Regions from separate parts of the Mus musculus genome. Here region 2 is linked to region 1. The links are chromatin contacts, called in public HiChIP or PLAC-seq maps. All regions are on one chromosome and are shown on one strand. Each heading gives the region's core, a stretch centred on a gene start, on an enhancer-like site or on the middle of the called end of the contact. The rest is flanking DNA. Distances are from core to core; before and after follow the strand shown.

Region 1 (3,528 bases), core at 932-3,431:
TCCTCCAAAACAGGGGTTTCCTGGACCATCCCCCACCTCCATCTCACTCCATCACTCCAATCCATCCTTGGCCTGCCCCTGCCCTTACCCCCACCCCGCCCCCCACCTTACCCCCCCCCCCACACACACACACTCCCTGTGTTGAAACTAGCATCTTTTGGCAACATATAAAAAGCCTTTTAGAATCTATTAATTTTGCAGGAAACTAACTTCTACCAGTCTAAAAGCCAAGAATCCCACCAGATAGAATTTTGATGTTATAGAAAAGCTTCCCAAATTCCTAGGTACCTGCCTCTCTGATGTACCTGCCAATGTATTTTAAACTTTCCTGAATTCACAACTTTCTCCGCCCAGTAAAACTAAACACTCCAAGAAGCTGCTTCCACATTGCAACATAGAATTTGAGATCATCTAAATCTGTGTTCCCAGGCCAGGGTCACCCGAAGTGGCTCCAGAATAAATTCTCTCCTATTCCTGTAAATTGAGAGCTGTGATTTTTTTTTTTTTTAACGTTGCCATTACAAAGCTAAACAGCCTGGAAATGAAGGGGAAAGTAAACACGACTAGGAGGAAGGAAACACACCTAGGCGGAGCGAAGATGGAGAGAAAAGCCTCCAAGCACAAACTAGCTAGCTTTAGAGAAACTAATCTCACTGTCCTCTGCCTGCTTCTCTGCTAAACACAAAAGGCACAGTCACTTCCACGGGAATCATACATAATAGATAAATTAATTAAATAAAATCAATGAAAAGAATGCTTCGTTCTGTACTGAGGGGCTCAGAAGCAGCTGACTACAAGAGACACTCTCCTCCCAGCGGGGCTGATGTCAACAGCCCCAGCTTCTGCCCGAACAAAGGCTTCTTAGCGCCCGCAAAACATCTAAGCCTCTCCAGTTGGCCCTAGTTCAATTTGAGAACAAGAGGGCAGCCAGGAGAGCAGAGCAAAGTTATGAAGCGGGACAGGCTGAGAAGTGGGGGAAATGCTAAGTCCCTCTTCTCCACTAAAACAGAGAACTCTAGAAAGGTATAATGGAAGGGCGCAGTTTCCAATTTGAATTATTTTCTTTGTTTCACTCCGCCCTGCCTGAGGCTACTGCCTTTTAAGCCGACCGCAGAATCCTCTGGATGAAGGCCGAGCAGTTGGAAGACCCAAGGGGCTGAACTCTCAGACCTCAGCTTCCTGCCTGTAAAATTAAAAAGGTTCCCTAGCTGTCGCCTGGATTTTTTCAATAACAAAGGTACACGGTTGAAGGCTGTCCAGTTGTCTTCAGAGACAGGTTAGTCTCCACAGGGACTACTCGAGGTGCAGCATCAGATTGGTAAAATGCTGTCACTCCTGCACAGGTCGCCTAGGATCCGTTCACCGCCCCCTTCCTGTCCTCAACTTTTCCTCAGAGCTGACAAGCCCAGACCTCAATACGCTAAAAATCCGGCTGCGTGAGCAGAGTGAAAGTTAAGGGGAAAGCACAGCAAACAGTGGACCTACCTCTGCGAGCCTCCGATACGTCCCCGTCTAGACGAGGGGCCCCCGTTGGCCTTGTGTGGCCAGGGCCAGTGACACCTGAAATGTCTAGCCACAGGGAGCTCCCAGGCGAAGAGCAAGCAAAACCCAAGACCTCACTGGTGGATTTTGTTAAAATGAACTATTCTTTCAGCAAGCTAGGGAGGCGCTCGAGATTCCCCAACAGGGGCAGTCGCCAGTGCACGGGGACAATGGTGTGTCGGGCAGGGTCTATTTTAGAAGGGTACCCTACAGATCCTTAGTTCAGCCCACGACTCTTAAGAAAATCTCGAAGAAGAGATGAGGGCTTGTAGGTTTCACCTCCAAACCCGTGCCAATGGGTGAAGCATACGTGTGGGTGGGGTGGGGGCTTTTTGTCGGCTCTTTCTTGTTTGTATTTTCTTTTTCCTTTAAAAATCAACAGGTTTAGTCCGTCCCTTCACAGAGCACCGCTGCGAAAGGTCCCCACCTCTCCAGCAGTAGTAGGTGGCCTCCAAGCGCCGCACCCGTTGGTTTGGCTGGAACAATAACCTGACCAAAAGAGGTTCAGCCGGGGCACACGTGCGTTTGTTGTGGTGCCTGCGCTCCCCCTCTCCTTCCACCGGGCTTGTTTTCCTGCTCTGTTACCAAAGTGGGCAAGATCTAAAGAGACCCTCACTCCGCGAGTCAACGCCTTACACAATACAGACGCTGCAGTGTAGGTTCCTGCGTCCCCGCACACGTGGGTTTGTTATGGGTGCGCAGGCTGGCGTGCCGGGGGGTGGGGGTGGGGGTGGGGGATTAGGGAGGGGAGGCCAAGGCGGTCCCTCCCCTGGACCCGCGACAGACATCCCCAGCCCGGGGCGGCGGCTCCTACTCCCGCAGCTAGGGCTGCCTCTCAGCGCACCCCTGCACTCCTTCTTCAGACCCGTGCCGCCCGCCTCGCCCCTACTCACTTGCAGCTCTCTCAATCGGGAAGGCGGCTGCGGTCGCTGAGCCCACCGAGCGCTCGCACGGCGCGCAGTCCGATTCCCTTTGTTAGGGTCGGGCAGTGCCAGGGCGGCTCCCCAACCCAGGCTGGCGCTCAACTCCACTCCCCCAGGTGCCTCTGGATCTTGCCGGGCCGAGGGAGAAGAGCCCGGGACTCAAGCTCCGAGTGAGTCCCCTTGAGAACGGATCTTCTGGGAAGCAGAGAGGGAGCACAGATGAGGGTACAGAGGACCGGGAAGGAGGGAAGAAAAGCACGGCAGACCGGCGGGAGGACGCTTGGTCTCCGTTATGCAAATAGAGTCGTTAAAACTAGAAAAGTGCTCTATCACACCGGTCCCAAACCATCCTGGCCCTCTGGAGGTCGCTAGCGAGCAGGCTCAAGGTTAAAGGTGCCTGCTTAGGGCTCCCCGTAATGCAGGGAATCTTGCAGTCTGTCCACAAAGAGCAAGCCTTTGGGGCGGAGCAATGCGGCAGGCAAGGAAGCCCAAATGCTGCCTCCACCCCCACCCCCTGCGTGTCCCGATGGATTGGATTCAGTGTTATCTGGCGAAAACGTTCTTACCAGAGTGCTTGTCCTGGCTCTGCACAGGGTGATCCTGATCAAACAAGTCATTTAACCCCTGTGAAAACTCAAATTTTTATGTAGGACACATACATCTTAGACTGTAGTATTTAGAGTTTAACAAAAATCCCCCAACATTAAGTGTATCCTGTACACAGCCTTGTCAAACTTTTTTTTTTTTTTTTTTAGATGTTCTGGAGTCCTGCGACCTGGAACTCTCACAGTAGGTACGCAGGCAGGCAGGACCCGGTTACAAAGGTAAAGACAGCCGGGCACCTTCCTTCCACTGGGCTTAGGATACGGCTGCTGGAGAAGTCAGGAGGAAACATCTTGTTGAAGAAGCAGTCTGGCAGTCTGACCATCTCTGATTACCCACAGACCACTTCCGAAAGACTGAAAACTTTCCTCTGTAAGAGAACTGGAAGCCACCATCTGGCCGCTCCTTCGGTCCTTTCTATCCTAGAGAAGAGATTTGACTACTCTGAGGCAGTAATCAC
Region 2 (3,405 bases), core at 679-3,178, 320 kb before region 1:
CTTTCACAGGGTTCCCCTGCAACCATCAGAAAATACAGATATTTACATTATGAGTCATAAATATCAAAATTACAGTTATGAAGTAGCAACAAAAATAATTTTATGGTTGGGGTCACCCCAATATGAAGGCTTGTATTAATGGGTCACACACAGCATTAGGAAGGCTGGGAACTGCTGTTCCAGAGACTCCACTGAGGAAGAATGTGGGGGGAGACTGCAGGACAGCTGGAAGGGGACACATGGCGACAGAGAAGGATGATGCATTTGTGTCAGGAAAACTGAAGTCTCTGTGCCGTGAGAACGGGCAGCCACATCAGTGTCTGCAGAGGGCAGAGAGGACGAGGCTACCCTAGGCTGGGGCTGGGAGAGGGACCCTGAACCCAAGGGGGAGGGTCCTCCTTCAGTGAGCAAGTATGCAAGAGGAAAAGTAGACGCACAAGCCAATCCAAAGGTTAAGTAAAGGTAGGGACGCTGAGAACGGCCATATGGCAGAAGCTGACCTGGTGAGATTTCAGTTGATCCAGAGCTTGATGAAATAACAACTGAGCACAGACTCAAAGACGCTGGGCATCTAGAGTGGAGATGGGCTACACGCTGGCTTCAACTATACAAAAGTAAATGATGCTGTTGGGTTCAAAGTGCAAGAGCAAGAGGGTTGACTGGGGTTCAATAATAGCAGCCAAACAACTGCAGCATCGGTGGACGGCGGCCTCTGTTGTGGTTTGAGAACGAGAGATCCTCCAAAGGCTCATGTGGTGTGCTCTGGGTTCCCAGACTGTGACACTATTGTGAATCGTAGAGAGCATTCAGGAGCTTGGCTGGCACAAAGCAGTCAATAGGGAGGGCCTTTGAAGTCTTCTCTGTCTCTATGTGTCTTTTCCTTTTTCTCTGTGTCTGTGTGTCTGTCTGTCTCCATGTGTGTGTCTCTGTTTCTCTGTGTCTGTGGGTGGGTGTGTCTTTCTCTGTGTGTCTGTCTCTCTCTGTGTGTCTCTTTCTTTTTCTGTGTCTGTGTGTCTGTCTGTCTCCATGTGTGTGTCTCTGTTTCTCTGTGTCTGTGGGTGGGTGTGTCTTTCTCTGTGTGTCTGTCTCTCTCTGTGTGTCTCTTTCTTTTTCTGTGTCTGTGTGTCTGTCTCCGTGTGTGTGTCTCTGTCTCTCTGTATATCTCTGTGTCTGTGTGTCCATCTCTGTCTCTGTGTCTCTGTGTGAGTGTGTCTATCTCTCTCTGTCTCTCTCTGCCTCTCTCTCCGTGTGTGTCTGTCTGTGTGTCAGTCTCTCTCTGTCGCTTTCTGCCTCTCTCTCCTGTATGTATGTGTGTATGGCTGTGTCTGGCTGTCTATGTGGGTATATGTGTGTACCCTGTATATTTCCTGGTACTACTCTGTAAGGCAGTCACCCTCCTACCATATACAGAGCCACATGCCCCTGCCAGGCCTCCCCACCTAGATGGACTGAGATTTCTCTGAAATTATGAACCAAAACCTATGCCTCCTCCCTTAAGTTGCTTCTGAGCAAATTTCATCACAGCAGTGGAAGAGTAACAGAGACACTTTCCATTTTGCTAGAAGGGTCTAGGAGGCTTAAAAGCAGAGGGATTGAGGTAATCAATACAGATTCTCAGAACTTTAGGTTTTCTACTCTACTATCTACCATTTCACTCATCTGAAGCTTTGAAGCTATGAGTGCTGTGTTTACTGAAACAAAGCCCTATTCTCTGAGACATAGATGTGTGTGTGTGTGTGTGTGTGTGTGTGTGTGTGTGTGTGTGTGTGTGTAATTGTAAGCAAAGGCATTTTAATCATAAATTAGAGCCATGTACTGGCTGGTTTTGTGTGTCAACTTGACACAAGCTTGAGTCATCAGAGAGGAAGGAGCCTCAGTTGAGGAAATGCCTCCATGAGATCCTGCTATAAGGCATTTTTTCAATTAGTGGTCAACGGAGGAGGGCTCAGCTCCTGGTAAGCGGTGCCATCCCTGGGCTGGTGGTTATGGGTTCTATAAGAAAGCAGACTGAGCAAGCCAGAGAAAGCCAGCCAGTAAGCAGCCCTCCTCCATGGCTTCTGCATGAGCTCTTGTCTCCAGGTTCTCACCCTGTATGAGTTCCTGTCCTGACTTCTTTTAATAATGAACGGTGCTGTGGAAGTGTAAGCCGAATAAACACTTTCCTCCACACCTTGCTTTTTCGGACATAATGTTTTGTCACAGCAATAGAAACCCTGACTATTACAAGCCAGTTCTTTGCAATTGTTGTGATTTATAAAATGGCTGGGTGAGGGGAGACCTTGGCTGGCCCTGCCAAGGTGTCACCCTGGACAATTAGGTCATATGACAGGCCTAATATAAAAGGGAGTTCACTTGGAATCTAGAGATGGGGATAGAGGCAGAGGAAAGAGGACAGAGGACAGAAAGAGAAAGGAGAGAGGAAGAAAGAGGGGAAGAGGCTGGCTGGGGACACGTGGGGAAGAGAGAGGGAGAGAATAGGTAAAGAGGGGAGAAAGAGCGGGAGAATGGGGAGGAAGAGTCCTTTTATTCAAGGGTACCTGGCTGTTGCTAGGTAACTGTTAGGCGGTGCCTAAAGAGAAGGCTAACAGGGACTACTCTCAAAACCAAATACCCAAAAGGTATGGTTGCAAATAAGGCTCATAAATATCCCTGACACTTGGAGATACTTGCTATGATACTTGGAACACTAAGATGCCAGAGGAGAAGTTCTGTTTCTGCAGGTATGAGATAGAGGTCAGAAAATGCTCTGGAACTGGAGCAAGACCTGAGCCACAGAGCTGCTTAGCAGCCCAGGGAACTAGGCTGCAGGTGGCTCCCATCCTAAAGCCTAAAGAGAAGCTGCCTTCCCTGTGCTTCACTCATAGTCAGAACCAGCCTCAAACATGACAAACGTGTGTGCTCGAGACCACAGCTGTCCATGGTCTACTCCTGGTATTTTTGGTTACTGTATAGAAGCACGTAGGCAACTGGTGTCCCAATCCTATCCTCCCCAGGAAACTGGGGACAGGAGGACCACTTGAGCCCAAACGTTTAAATTTATCCTGGACAACACAGTGAGATCTTGCCCTAAAAAAATTACAAAATACAAAAAAAAAAAATTAGTTTCCAAGATAAATCTAAGCATCGTTCACCTATTCTTATGGTTTTCAACTGTTTCTAAACCACACATGGTTTAATGATACTGCGGATGTGGTGTGAGGAGACCAAGAAGTACTGAGAGGTTTAGACGAAATTCAGCATGTCTGCAGAGCAGAGTACAAATGAGCAGAATTATCTGCCATCTCCACGTCGGGCTTGGTTTTGTCAGTCCCTGTGCCTCCCATAGCCTCTGCCTTCCCACCCTGTGTTTATGCAGTGTACAGTGTGCCGAAGTTTCTGCAGCCATCACGGGTTTTAGGGCTCTCT

Evidence for each region. HiChIP or PLAC-seq counts read pairs in DNA pulled down with a chosen protein or histone mark.
Region 2: an H3K27ac HiChIP or PLAC-seq map of the NIH/3T3 cell line shows a contact between it and region 1, with 8 times the contacts expected there. The contact joins the enhancer-like site here to the promoter of BC106179 in region 1. A contact is called at or near these places in 2 of 39 promoter capture datasets (both in the 3T3-L1 cell line), 1 of 484 Hi-C or Micro-C datasets (cortical neurons), 1 of 115 datasets of contacts at active chromatin or transcription factors (the NIH/3T3 cell line) and 1 of 9 other capture datasets (pancreatic islet).

What each region holds. Positions count from the first base shown.
Region 1 is chr16:23,224,137-23,227,664 of GRCm38.p6, reverse strand. It overlaps BC106179 (cDNA sequence BC106179), which reads left to right and starts at 2,181. Exons shown (of 3, transcript NR_152126.1): 1 at 2,181-2,197; 2 at 3,221-3,528. It overlaps St6gal1 (beta galactoside alpha 2,6 sialyltransferase 1), which reads right to left and starts at 2,925. Exons shown (of 8, transcript NM_145933.4): 1 at 2,436-2,925.
Region 2 is chr16:23,544,559-23,547,963 of GRCm38.p6, reverse strand. It overlaps a transcript of Rtp4 not described here. Among named protein-coding and RNA genes, the nearest start is that of Masp1, 25 kb to the right of the region's middle. Within about 2 kb of position 1,928, at least 9 of the 459 cell types and tissues checked have an H3K27ac peak or open chromatin away from gene starts, as enhancers often do. A contact at or near this core is called in the NIH/3T3 cell line, where this site is marked.